Linked DNA regions of Arachis hypogaea: region 2 is linked to region 1. A link is a contact called in public Hi-C data. All regions are on one chromosome and are shown on one strand. The core of a region is the stretch at or near the end of the contact, and the rest is flanking DNA. Distances in the headings are between cores, read along the strand shown.

What was found. A called contact is a pair of places that touch in the nucleus more often than the background predicts.
Region 2: a Hi-C map of leaf shows a contact between it and region 1, with 3 times the contacts expected there. The contact joins the promoter of LOC112769240 here to the enhancer-like site in region 1. A contact is called at or near these places in 2 of 8 Hi-C or Micro-C datasets (both in leaf).

Annotation. Positions count from the first base shown.
Region 1 is chr18:32,491,627-32,498,466 of arahy.Tifrunner.gnm2.J5K5, reverse strand. No RefSeq gene overlaps it. Among protein-coding and RNA genes, the nearest start is that of LOC112771479, 16 kb to the right of the region's middle. Within about 2 kb of position 4,311, at least 3 of the 3 cell types and tissues checked have open chromatin away from gene starts, as enhancers often do.
Region 2 is chr18:32,529,100-32,535,939 of arahy.Tifrunner.gnm2.J5K5, reverse strand. LOC112769240 reads left to right here and starts at 3,541. Exons shown (of 7, transcript XM_025813695.3): 1 at 3,541-4,566; 2 at 6,329-6,574. The coding sequence starts at 3,922.

The sequences.
Region 1 (6,840 bases), core at 3,062-5,561:
AAGAACGTTATTTGGTTTAGGTTTTAAAAGGGAAAAATGACTAAATTGATTTAATTTCATTTTTTTTCCTCGTCATTTAGACGTTATCATCTTCAGTGTAAAAAAGGTTAAACTACGTCACTCATAGCATTGAGTTTCGGTGACGAAAAATATGTTTGAGATTAACGTGATACACTTTTTTTAATTTAAGAGATTAAATTAGAATAATTGAGATCTCAAAAATTAAATCAGTGTAATTTGTTAATATTAAATACCAAAATTAAGCTTAACTCTAATTTATATAGATATAATTGCTTGCTATAGATCTTGACTTACGGGACCACTTAATTTTGGCTTTTTCTCAACCAAAAAAAAAAAAAATCATACACGATGCACGCAACACAGTATCCTACAATGTAAAAGCTTGTCCTAGCTTGTCGCATTTGTTTTTTTTTTTTTTTGAAACAAATGAAGCTCAACACATTAAAGTGGAGCAAATAAAAGAAAGAAGAAGACACATAACCAGCTACCAACAAATAAACCAACCCCTACTATCCCCAGTACTCTCATCCTCCCCCAGGATCACCACCACTCCATTCCGTGTAGCTCATCAACGTCCTTGTGTGTATGACCTCCAGGCTTGCTCTTGCATTCTTGAAGATTCGTGCATTCCGTTCCAACCAGATGTTCCAAATCACTGCAAAGAACACTGACATCCACATCTTCTTCCCCTGTTGTCTATTATGCATTCCATGCCAACTCTCAAACATTTCTTTAACAGTTCCGGGAATCACCCACTCCCTTCCTAGTAACCTCAGCCACTTGCACCACACCTGCCATGTTACCTCACACCTAAGGAATAAATGCTCAACAGATTCTAATTCCTTGGTACACAGTACACACATACTATCCCCCAGAATGTTGACTCCTAGTTTAGTCAGCCGCTCCTTGGTGTTAACTCTACCCACTAGTACAAACCACCCAAAGAGCTCAATTCTCGGAGGGACGAAACCTTTCCAGATGGAACTCGTGAAGCTATAACTCGTTATCTCAGCTGATAATGTCTCCGCTTGTATAGCTTGGATCACAGAACTAGTAGAGAAAATACCTTTATTTTCAAACTTCCACACCACATTGTCCTCCCTACCTGATGACAACCTCACTGGCCTTAACCTCTCATGCAGTTGATTGACAAGCTCCAGCTCCCATTGGAACAGCGCCCTCCTCCATTGAAAATTTCAAATCCAATCAAGCCCATCCCAAAAACCACACTCCCCGATGACAAGTCCTTGCTGACTGGAAATAGAGTAGAGTCTCGGATAACTTCCTTTCAGAGTACCACCTTGAACCCAGTTATCTTCCCAAAATCGAGTCTGCATACCATTGCCTACTTCCATTGCCAGTCCACTTACCACTTTATCACGAATCCGCGGTTCTTTTATATTCAGCTGACATATGTCCTTCCAAGGGCCACCCTTTACTGGTAAAGGCTGAGTTGCTAACATGACATCCGGGTTCAACTTATTACACGAACACACAATCTTCTTCCACAGCGGACAATCCTCCTTTGAAAACCTCTACCACCACTTAAACAGAAGCGCTGTGTTTCTCAGCACTGCATCACCAACCCCCAATCCCCCAACCTTTTTTGGAGCCTGAACTATCTCCCATTTTACCATAGGTATACCATAGTTCCCGTTCTCCTTACACCACATAAAGTTCCGTTGTAAAGCAATCAGCTTGTCCGCTACCGCCTTCGGCATCTTGTATAGACTAAGGTAGTAGATGGGGAGACTATTCAGCACCGATTTGATAAGGACCAGCTTACCTGATTTATTCAAAACCTTGGCTTTCCACAAACTCAGCTTCTGTTCCACCTTATCAATGATTGGTTTCCAAGTCTTCACCAAGCGCGGATTCGCACCTAGAGAAACTCCCAAGTATCTAACCGGTAGAGAAGCTTGTTGGCATCCCAGCAGTCCACATGCCTGATCAATCCATCCTTGCTCACAGTTCACCGATATCAGATTCGATTTATCAAAGTTAATGCTCAGCCCAGACATCAACTCAAAGCACCGTAACAGTCTCTTATAGTTTACAATTGTTTCAGTCTCCGGCGGGCAGAATAAAATAGTGTCATCTGCAAATTGTAGGTGCGACAGTTCAATAAGATCTCCCCCTACCAGCAGTGGAGCAATGTGGCCATTCCTCACAGCCTCCCCCAACATCCTATGCAACACATCTACAACTAATACGAACAGCAATGGAGAAAGTGGGTCCCCTTGTCTTAGTCCCCTCTCCATCTTGAATGGCTTGGAAGGTGCCCCGTTTACCAAGACTGCCATGGTGGCCGTAGTAACACACTCCTTCACCCAGCTCCTCCATTTTTGGCCGAAGCCCATTTTCTGTAGCACAATGTCAACAAAATCCCATCTCACTCTGTCATAGGCCTTCTGAAAATCCAGTTTGATAATGACTGCTGACTTTTTCTGAGTCTTCAGCCAATGAACCGTCTCGCAGGCTATGAGTGCACCATCATGAATTTTCCTTCCCTTTACAAACGCAGTCTGAGTCTCTCCAACCAGTCCCGACATCACAGATCGCATCCTGTGCACCAACACTTTCGAAAGATGTAGACTAATTGCTAAATATATAATGATACCAGAAAGTTACTTAAGCATTTTATCATATATGAAAGTTCTTTAGAAGATTAACTAAGAATCAGGTAAATTTTGGAACAGATTGAGGATTTGGTTTCGTAAGATTACAAATTAAACAAACTTTTAATTATACAAAAAAAAATATTTGTATACTAAAATCAGTTATCAATGTATTTGTGTATAAATATATATGTAGTTTAATATATTTGTATTTCAATATATATTTTATACTGGTAACTGACTTTAGTGACGGATTTTGATATACATAGAACATTACTCTTAATTATTACAAAAGCACGATGCAACTTCTTCATTCCAAAGGAGACGCATAAATGAAGTTACTGTTTATAAATATGTTCATATATATGAAAAATAATGATATAGCTTCTATTTTTATAATATTATTTTATATAAATTTTTTTGTATTATATATATATATATATATATATTGCATGAATTAGTAAGAAAAAACGGCATTATCAATTTGTTTCACCAGATATTGTCCTGACCAACATTGCATATTACAAATTAATTGATTAAATATACTAAGCTTTTCTTCGTGTTGAAAGTGTTTTTAAATTAATTTCTTCTCTAATAACACTTGAATAGATAGTAGCATGATAAGGTCACTAGAAAACCTAAACATTAAAAAATAGGCATGCTTAACCGAAGATTAAAAAATTGATAATCATTAATTGCACTTGTGTTATTAGCTAACGGCTGAGTTTGAGTCTTTGAGATGCATAGGTCAGCCTAATGACATCACCTCGCAATTGAGAGCATCCAGTATAAAACTTTTTCAAATGCCTCTTGTCAAAATTTTATATTATCTTTTGCACATAAATAAAAACTAAGAAGGAGCAAATTTTGGTTACCTATTTAATTAATTAAAATAAGATAAATTAACATGGTTATTAATTTTTTTTATAATGTAATATAATATATTATTTAAATTTAACTCTTAAAAAAATTAAATTTATTTGTAATGATATCATTAATTAAACTAAAAAGCAATTCATAGTAGAAAATTAATAATAATGTATGAAACGAATCAAAATTGAAAAAACATTTAATTATTAATCTTAATAACTTCAAAATGAATAATAACAATAAAATTTGTTACTTGATATTAATACTCACACTTGTAAATTAGTAAGTCAGCTAAGCTTAACAAGTTAATTATAGATATTTTTTTAGTGTGCAAAGTCTGGATAGTCTGTATATTAAACCAAATAGTCATTTGTATTATAAAATAAAATGAAAAATATTACAATTATAACCGTACTATTTTAATTTTTTTTATCTCTTCCTATAGTGATACCACAAAACAAAATGAAAAAAATTACAATTATAATAAAAACAATTTCAATCTCTTCTTATACATTTTAATATGGATAAAGTATATTTTTTGTCCTTAACATTTTTAAAAAATTTTAAAAATACTCTTAACGTTTAATTTACTTAATATTATTCTTAATGTTTCAATTTTATCCTTGCTCTTAATTTTTTAATAGTTAATATATGGTCAACGTTTTTCTTTCCAATTTTATCCCTCCCTCATGTATCACTTTTTTCCATATTTTTTATTATCATACTCCACTCCTCTCTCTACACATTTCTAACACATTGCTTAAACCCACTACCAACGACCCACCCCACGGCCCACTCTATTGTTGCACCACTCCGCCATCCTACTACACCACCGTCACTCTCAATACTACTATCTGACCTATTTATCTTTGCACCACCACATCTCCCTATTTTACTGTCTCCCCCAATACACCATCCCATCATTATTATTATCATTAACATTAACAACGTTAACAAAATCACACCTCTTCACCTCACCACGACTCTTCATTGGCACCATTGTACCACTGCGCCACCCTCGCTCTCCCTCCTCCTTTTCTAGATCTCACATTATTTTTATTTTAATTTGCACAAAGTTATGGGATGTCTCGGGCGCGCGGAGAGAGAGAAACTTGCTTCCTTAATGAATTTTTTAAATCCAAACCCTTAATCTTGTGTTTTGGTCCCAAGTTTTAATATTAGCCATTGATTCACAGCAGATTAAAGTAACCTCCACTTTTTTCACGTTATCCGAAATAGTTGTGCAGAAGGAAAGGTTTAATCAACAAGTAATTAACTTGCATGTTTATGAAAATATTTTATTTTTTTCTTCTGATTTAGCTTCACTTGAACATTGTGTTTTCGGCTCCAATTTTAATTTGACATAGGCACCAGAATTTGCCTTTTTCTTTCTTTCTCTTTGGTGCTTAATGAGAAAATGATATTCTCTTTCTTTTTTGTGCCATACCCAAATCACCATAATACTATCATAAGCTAAATGCTATTCTTTTCATGAAGGCAATGGACTGGATTAAAAGCTTGGTCAGAGTATCTAAGGTTCGGGTGCTTGATTCTATTGTTTTGGGTTGCACATTAACATTTGGGCCTGTAACACTAAATGAATCATCAAAACACTTTTAGACTTTCAATCCAATTAAAATTATATTTGTCATCACCAAAAATATTATTATTATTTACTAAACTCAAGAATAGCCAATGCTTGATGGTTACCCTTGGAATCTTCTAATTTTGCCTTATATTTCATAATTTCAAAATGTTGTTTGATTATAAAATTCCAACGACAAATAATAACCTTTGGATTGTCAGGAATAGTTTTCACTATGTAGGTTTTTGTTTTGTTTAGACTTTAGAGCATCCAATTCTTCAATCATAGCTTTAATTAATTATACAAATGGTATATCTATTTAAGATTTCAAATAATTGGCAGAGGAAAAATGTCGGTAAAGATTTTTACAAAAATTTCGCGTTGTAAGTATATTTCTAAACCGACAATTAGACCTCAATCAATATTTAAATTGTTTGTCATAAATACAAATCTAATAAATTTAACCAAAGTATTTAAATCTCGGGTCGTCTCTCAAGGAATTGCAGGGAGTGTAGTTTATATTTGGTTATAAGATTGTATCTTTTTGGATTTTGAGTTTAATAAGCAAGGAATGTAAATAACAAGAAAATAAACCAACAACTAAGAAAAGTCCTAGTAAGGGTTGAGAATCGAAATTTCTATCCTCATTATCATTGTCAATTATGATGGTAATTGTAAATTACTCTCACTTAGTTAACCTCTAACAATTGAAGAAAAGTCAAATGAGTAAATCAACTTGAGTTCACAAGTCCTAATCAAAGACTAGAATTAGTGAAGCTCAAGTCAACTAGCAACTTTCAATCACCAACCAACAAGAGACCTTGACAATTCAAGAGTCTCTAAATTACTCAATCCAAGCTAAGAATACAAAAATCTAATTTAAAATCCAACCAAACATTTTATCAAACACTTAGAAGGCATAAAATAAGAACATAGAAAATTAACAAGGAATATTAAATTTAAACAACCAATTGCAAGCATTAATGACTAACAATTAAAGAGAGTAACAATAAACATGGAAAACATAAATTGCATTAAAAGAAATCAAACGTAACAAGAGCTCATAAACATAAAAATGGCGAAAACGAAAAATTAACAAGAGAAGAAAATGAACTAAAGTGCTTAAAAAAATGAAAGTAAGAAAACTAAATTAAAGGAAGATTGAACCTGAACCTAAGGAGAAATTGAAAGAAGAAACCATAAATCTAGAGAGAGGAGAGAGCCTCTCTCTCTAGAAAACCTACATCTAAACCTAAAAATTGTATGAATGAAAGTGATTGATTGATCCCCCCTTCCAGCTTCACTCTGCAGCCTCTAATCTGTATTTTCGTGCCTGGAATGGGTCAAAAGCAGCCCAGAAATCGCCCCCAGCGAATTCTGTAAATTGCAGCACGTGACACTTGTCATGCGTACGCGTTAACCATGCGTACGCGTCGCTGAACTTTTCACTTGGCCACGCATACGCGTCGTCCATGCGTACGCGTCGCTGCCAGCTTCTCAAAAATACAATTTCTTGTGTTCCTTCCACTTTTGCATGCTTTTTTTCCATCCTCTAAGCCATTCCTGCCCTATAAAACCTGAAAACACTTCACACACATATCACCACATCGAATGGTAATAAGAGAGGATTAGAATTAACAAATTTAAGGCCAAAGAAACATATTTTTAATCATAGCACAAAATTAGGAAGGAAAATGTAAAACATGCGAATTATATGCATAAGTGTGAGAATAATGGATAAAATCC
Region 2 (6,840 bases), core at 2,292-4,791, 38 kb before region 1:
AAATTGTAGTTTGAATGAAAGTGATTTTATATAATTGAATTTGCGTAGAAGTAAGATTGTGTCAACATGATTTATGATTTATGTTTAACAACATACCAAAATTAATTTTAATAAAATAAATATTGTTTGGATAATATTAATTAAAATCTCTTTTAAATGAATAATTACTAAAAAAGACATGACATTAATTTATAATATTATTTTTTAAACATGTTTATTTTTTTTACATTTTTTTCGTATGTTTTTTATATAGTATTTTTTTCTAATATTCTTCGTACTTTTTTTTAGTACACTATAATTTTTTATTATTATTATTATTCATGATTAATTTTTTTGTTTAATTTACTTTACCTAATATGATCAATAAATCATATTATAAAAAAATAATAATAAATACAATACCCAAGAACCACAATTATAAAAGTGTACAATATTGAACTAAAAAAATTAACAAAAAATAAAAATAATAAATAATAAAAAAATTCATATAAAGAGAAATAATAAAAATTTTATAAATAAAATAATAATATGCATGAAGAATAATGTTGATAGAAGAAAAATAAAAGTTTAGAGTCAATGACTAAATGCCAATTAGTGAACGCAGAAGCTAAGAATGGTTTCTTCCCGTGGTTTTGAGTCACATTTGCCTTAAAAAAAAGTAGCCAAACCAAAAATTGAAGAATTGAACATATTTTTCCTTTCAAAGGCCAAAACAAATACACCCTAAACTTCTAACTATAAAATTATTTCTGTGTTTTGAGTATAAAAAATATCCAAAATTAAAAAAGAAGCGCTCAATACATTTAAATGTGATTTTCTTCTTTATACTAAACCAAACACGGCCTTAGTTATTGGGTTTTTGACAACATGCACTTTACCCACGGCTACCCAAACTTATCTAATCCGGTCAAATAGGATTGCTAATCTGATCCCCTATGAGTAAGGTTGAGTGCATAACGAATTTAATACTTTTATTTATATAAAAATTTACTCTATTTTAGTATATATAAATACAACATTATATCACAATATTTTATTTGTGTTTGTCTTATTAATTTAAAGTTTAAACAAAGATTTACATGTAGAATTAAACATTTGATAGTTATATTATTTATGAGATAATTATCTCATTTTTTGAGATAATTGTGTTGTTTATATTAAATATTTAATTTATATGTTTATTATGTTATATAATAATAATAATAATAATAATAATAATAATAATTATAATAATAATAATAATATATTTGTGAAAATCTATCTATATAGTCAATACCTGTAGATAGGGGTTTTTTTTTACTGAAATACGCATGAAAAAATCTTTAATTTTCAATATACGCACGGTTGAATTTTCCTCCTCAAATACGCACGACCATTTTGCTTGGGTCAGCTACGAAATGGTTCTAGGCAGCAAGTCGAGCATAGTGAACACGAAATGGTGCATTGGGTCTGACACGGGCTATATCTTCTGTAGCAGGCAGGCACGAGATGGGAGACCTCACCTATGACACACACGAAATAGTGAAATTCATATATGAAGCACACGAAATGGACCAACTCAATGCAGGTACACACGAAATGGGCCATTTTGCTCATGGCAGGCACGAATTGGTGTGTCTCTATTGTACTTTCCTTTGTGGGTTGTTGTGTTCATGGTTGCTTTCTTGGGTCTTCTTGGTTATAACTTTTTTCATTTATTAAATTAATTATGTATTACTTTTATTTTTTTTTCTCTATAAAATTGCAAGAAAAAATGACTCATAATTAACCATGCCAAAAATTCTTCCATTTTTATGATAATTATAAGAAAAGTGGTTATAACTTTTTTTAACAATTTGTGATAGTATGAAAGATGTTTATTTATACTAGATTAAGGCACTCAAAGAAAGATTAAGAGTAAATGGAGTATATATTTTTTTTGCATTCATATGGTTTACATACAAAAATTAAGAATGAAGCGATTTTTAAGGTAAAAAAAAAGTATACTTTAGAAGGGATGAAAAGAAAAAAAATAGTCTTACTTATATGATTTAGTACTCACTACGTACTCTATGATATACTGTACTGTACTTTGACTTGCAATTTGAACTCAACTTTTAACAAACATAAATAGAAAATTCATTATATGCATACATTATAAATAAAAAATTTAATTTATTATTAAATAATAAATTAAATAATATTATTAAAATGGTTGTTGACAAACTTGAATGGTTTTCACCACTGCCGTGCCTCCAATTCGTGTCTGTTGTCCCTGGTTTGATCTGTCCATTTCGCTGCTGACAAACTTGAAATGGTTTTTCCATTTCGTGCCTGCCCTAAGTGAAATGGTCCTCCCATTTCGTGGCCACCATGCCATAAATGGTGTGAAAATCCATTTCGTGCCTGCCATGCTAGAAATGGCACGGCGCATTTTGAGAAATGTTTTCACATATGCGCATTTTGGGAATTAAAGAATTTTTCATGCGCATTTCAGTAAAAAAGCCCAGATAGGGGTGGCAAGCGAGGAAGTCCGCCCCGCCCCGCCCCGCCAGAAGCCCACCCTTTGACGGGCTGGCCCACTCCGCCCCACCTAGTGAGGCAGTCCCAGAATCTCATCCCGCCCCACCTAACGGCGGGCTGGCGATCTAACCGCCAAATATCCTCTTTTTTTTTTTTACTTTTAACTATTAAATAATATATATAAAGGTATAAAAAAAATTTCTTCTGTTTTTTACTTTTAACTATTATAATTTCTAAAGGTATAAACAAATTATAATTTTTATATTCACAAATATTAAAGTGTTTGTAATTATAAATATTGTTCCCAAAGCAAAATAAACATAATCTAAAATATAATTATAAATATTGTCTCTAAAACAAAATAAACATAATCCAAAACACTCAATTTTCATCTTCATTCTCTTGTAAGTTGGGTTGGGGGAGGTTGAGTTTTGGCAAAAAAAAATTATAAAAATACCCCTTGCGAAAAAAATACTAAACCCGGCAGAAAAGCCCGCCCCGCCCTGCCAAAACCCGCGGTTTAAGCGGTGCGGATTAGGCGAACTTTTATTATTTGGCGGTCCCAATTTTCTAGTCCGACTCGCCTTTTTTGGCGGATTACGTGAACCGACCCGACGAATTTTGACCCGTTTACCATCGGATCATAGATAAAATTAGAATTATAATATTCTCAATCCATAAATAAAATAAAATTAAATTTTAGTAACAAATTTAATTCATAAATTAAATTAAAATTAAACTTAAATCCTACCCTACTCTACCCATCCCTATCTCTAATCTTGCATTTACAAAAGCCCGCAGGCCGCAGGTGTATTGGATTTAGTAAATGGATTTCAGAACATACCCCTATAAGTCCAAGAAAAAAAAAAAAAAAGAACATATCCCTATAGTAACTTATTTGAAATCGAGAGATCTAAGATCTCAACGGCCGTAGGAGTGTCTGTCAAAAGCGCGAAAAAACGCGCCTTCACATTGGACAGTCACGTGTGCATCCATCCTTGACGGGTGACTCATTCATTCCCTCTAACTAAAATCTTCAGTCTTCTCTTCTTCCTCATCCACAACCAATATTACGCGCAACGTGTCACCCAACAAAACCCCCTGTGCGCACTGCACACCCCCGCGTATCATACACTAGCACGCCTCCCTCGTCCCATTTATCACTCTTTTCATTTTTCTCTCTCTTCTCAAAACATTCACTCTTCCTTTCACCGTTTCTTTTACATAGCCACCCTTCCTTAACACACCTTGTAACTGCCTCAACAACTCGCACCTTATCTTTGTTCAGATATCAGTATTTTACCTATATCTTATTGGATTCGTTGAGTATTAGTCTTGGTCGCGATTCGTTTTTCAGCGATTTAAAGTTTGAAATTAGATTTGTATGGCAAGTTTGAGGGAGCTGTGAGAGAAGAGAACATGTCTGTAGAAAGGTCCTTCGAAGCATGGGAGGAGGTGCAACGGCATGGGCAGGACCTTGCTGATAGGCTTGCCCAGGGTTTCAGTGGTCTGATCCAGACGCACATGACCCCGCCGCAGTTCGCTTGGCCAAACCCTCACAAGTCGAAGCTATTTGATCTTGAGTTCCCGACACACAGCTTTGCGAACGGGGATCTTGCCCTCGCCACGCAGGAGTATGGGATAAACGGCGTGACGGCGATTTTTGACATTGGTAATAGGATCGGCCAGGCTGGGGCGGACTTTGGGGCCAGTTTGAACGGTTTGGTTCAGCAGTTTTTCCGGTCGCTGCCGTTACCTGCGGTGCAGTTTAAGCCGGAGGAGGCGGTGGTGGGCTCGATTCGGATGGATGGGGAGAAGGTTAGGCAGAGAAGTGGTGGTGTTCTTGGGGTTGCTGTTATGCAAGAGGATTTGGATTTGGGGTCACTTAGTGAGAGGTTGAAGAATCATGGTTTTGCTGAGACTAATAGTGGTGGCGGCGGCGGTGGAAATGTGGATGAAGAAGGTGGTGGCAGTGGCAGCATCGGCAGCGGCAGTGGCAGCGGCAGTGGCAGTGGCAGTGGCGGATTTAACCTTGGGTCTATTGGTTATATGGGTAGGCGACAGGTAATAGTTTTTAGTTTTGTTGATTTCATTGATTTGCTATTTTTATGTTTGATTAATTTATAGCTGCTTTAGCTTTGTGTTTCGATGATTTGCTTGTTAGTGGCTGATTGGAGAATGATTAGTGTGCTAATGTTAGGAGAGATTTTAATCTGTTCAAGTTATTGCTTTGCTCCTTTTGACTTTGATTTGGACTATGGGGCTGTTATGTTATTCATCATAGTAGTTGGTCAGGGACCCGGTCATTTGTATGAACCAACGCAATAGATGATTTTACTTTTATGGTTTAGTCTGTGGTTTTATTTATTATGAATTTGTGGTGATTAGTATGATTGATGCCTATAAGATGGTAAAATCTAGTTTTTAGTGGTTTTGGCATGTTTTGAGAAAGCCTATAGAACAAAGAGTACACCATGTGGTGGTTATGGAAATAGTCCAATAGCTAGAAGAAGAGGGAAACCAAGAAAAACGTTGATGGAACTATTGAAAAGGATTATGATTTTTCTTGATTTGACTATAAACATTAGGACAGGATATTCCAGCATCTTGACCTAATCTATAACTTCTCTTAGTAGGACGAGGTTTGGTTGTTGTTGCTCACAGTTTTCTTACGGTATTCATGATGAGTAACGAGCAATGGCATCTTATCAAATTAATAATTTAGTATAGTTACACTAGTCCTACTTTGAGAAAGACAAAAAGTAAGAGTTGAAAGATGATTATCAACTTCATCAGTTATAAAGAATTGCACCCTGATATTTTATTGTAGCACTGGCCTATAAGTTTTCACCCTTTATCCGTTATCCCCAATCAAAAATTTTGAGCGACAGAGATCGCTTTTGGCAATATAAAAGTGGATTTTTACTTATCTATACCCAAAATCAATTAAGCCTCTAGAATTGATTTTGGCAGAAGCAAAAAGTTGTTACTTTCTGTTAGAATCACTTTTAAAAGAACTAGTAAACATAAATGAATTTACCTCAAAATCGACTGTAAGTAAAAATTCTATTGAACTAACTAAAACCATTTCTGCAAAAGCAGACCCAAGCACACTATATGTAGTTAAAATGCTCATAATTTCAATGATCAGTACTCGATTATACTGGTTTGGAATGAATTATTTATTTGCAAAATTGATTATGTTACTTACCAAGATTCCTCATAATTTTAATCTTAATGTTCAGTTGGAGTGGCAACCTGAAAATTGATATACGTATAGGGACATAAACTATAGACTCACGACATAATGCTATTTTGGGAAAATTTCAGGGTAGCACTTGTTAAGCATATTAATGTTTATGCCACTGTTGTACAAAACAAATGATTTTGCAGCTAATTCATTTAGTTGCTTAAGCTATCTTGGAATTTTTCTACTAGTCAATGCTATATTTTCTTTTCTTTTCCCTGGAATTGTTTCCGTTGATTAATAACTATCAATTATTTGAAGTCTTCTCCTATGTTTTATTATCTGGTACTCTCTATGAAAGTTCTTTGTCCTATGATTTCTATGTCATCAACGTTGAGGGTAAAATTTATATGATTTATACTTTGGGGGCAAAATTGAAACTTTTGGCAAATGTTGGGGGCATTTAATATGCTTTTTCCCCTTGTTATATAAGACAATATCAATTGTGCAAACTCTTACTGTTTTTCTGTAAGATTGAACTATTGATTGTGTATTATGGTCAAACTCTCTTCTCTCACTAAGTTGCTTGCCCAAGTTACTTTCTGATTCCAATGAGTGTTTATTTTCTGGAAAATGCAGGGAATCATAAATTTTACGTCAACTTATGATAGTAGGACACAAGAAGTGGACGGGTCTTTAGTTGCAAGGGGGGATTTGTGGAGAGTAGAGGCATCACACGGTGGCTCTACTTCTACATCTGGAAATGGAAATTCATCCCTTTTTCTTGTCCAGCTTGGACCTCTCCTCTTTATTCGCGATTCAACTCTCCTTCTGCCTGTTCATCTGTCAAAGCAACACTTACTTTGGTATGGCTACGACAGAAAGGTTAGTACGAGGATCAGCTATCTAAATTCAACTTACAGGAAAGTAACAATGTTTGTGGAAATGAGTTTTATCTTAGAACAGTATATTTGTGGACATTCTGTTGAAGTTGTGGTTAGCAAAACATATTTCGTCTTGTTCTATTAAAGGAAACCTTATATACTGTATCTTATTCACATGCATTTGATAAATGAGCCCCATTTCCATTTACATGATCAAGTTTCCTGTCCAAGTTAGTGTATAGTTTGCTAGTTAAAATGAGACACATT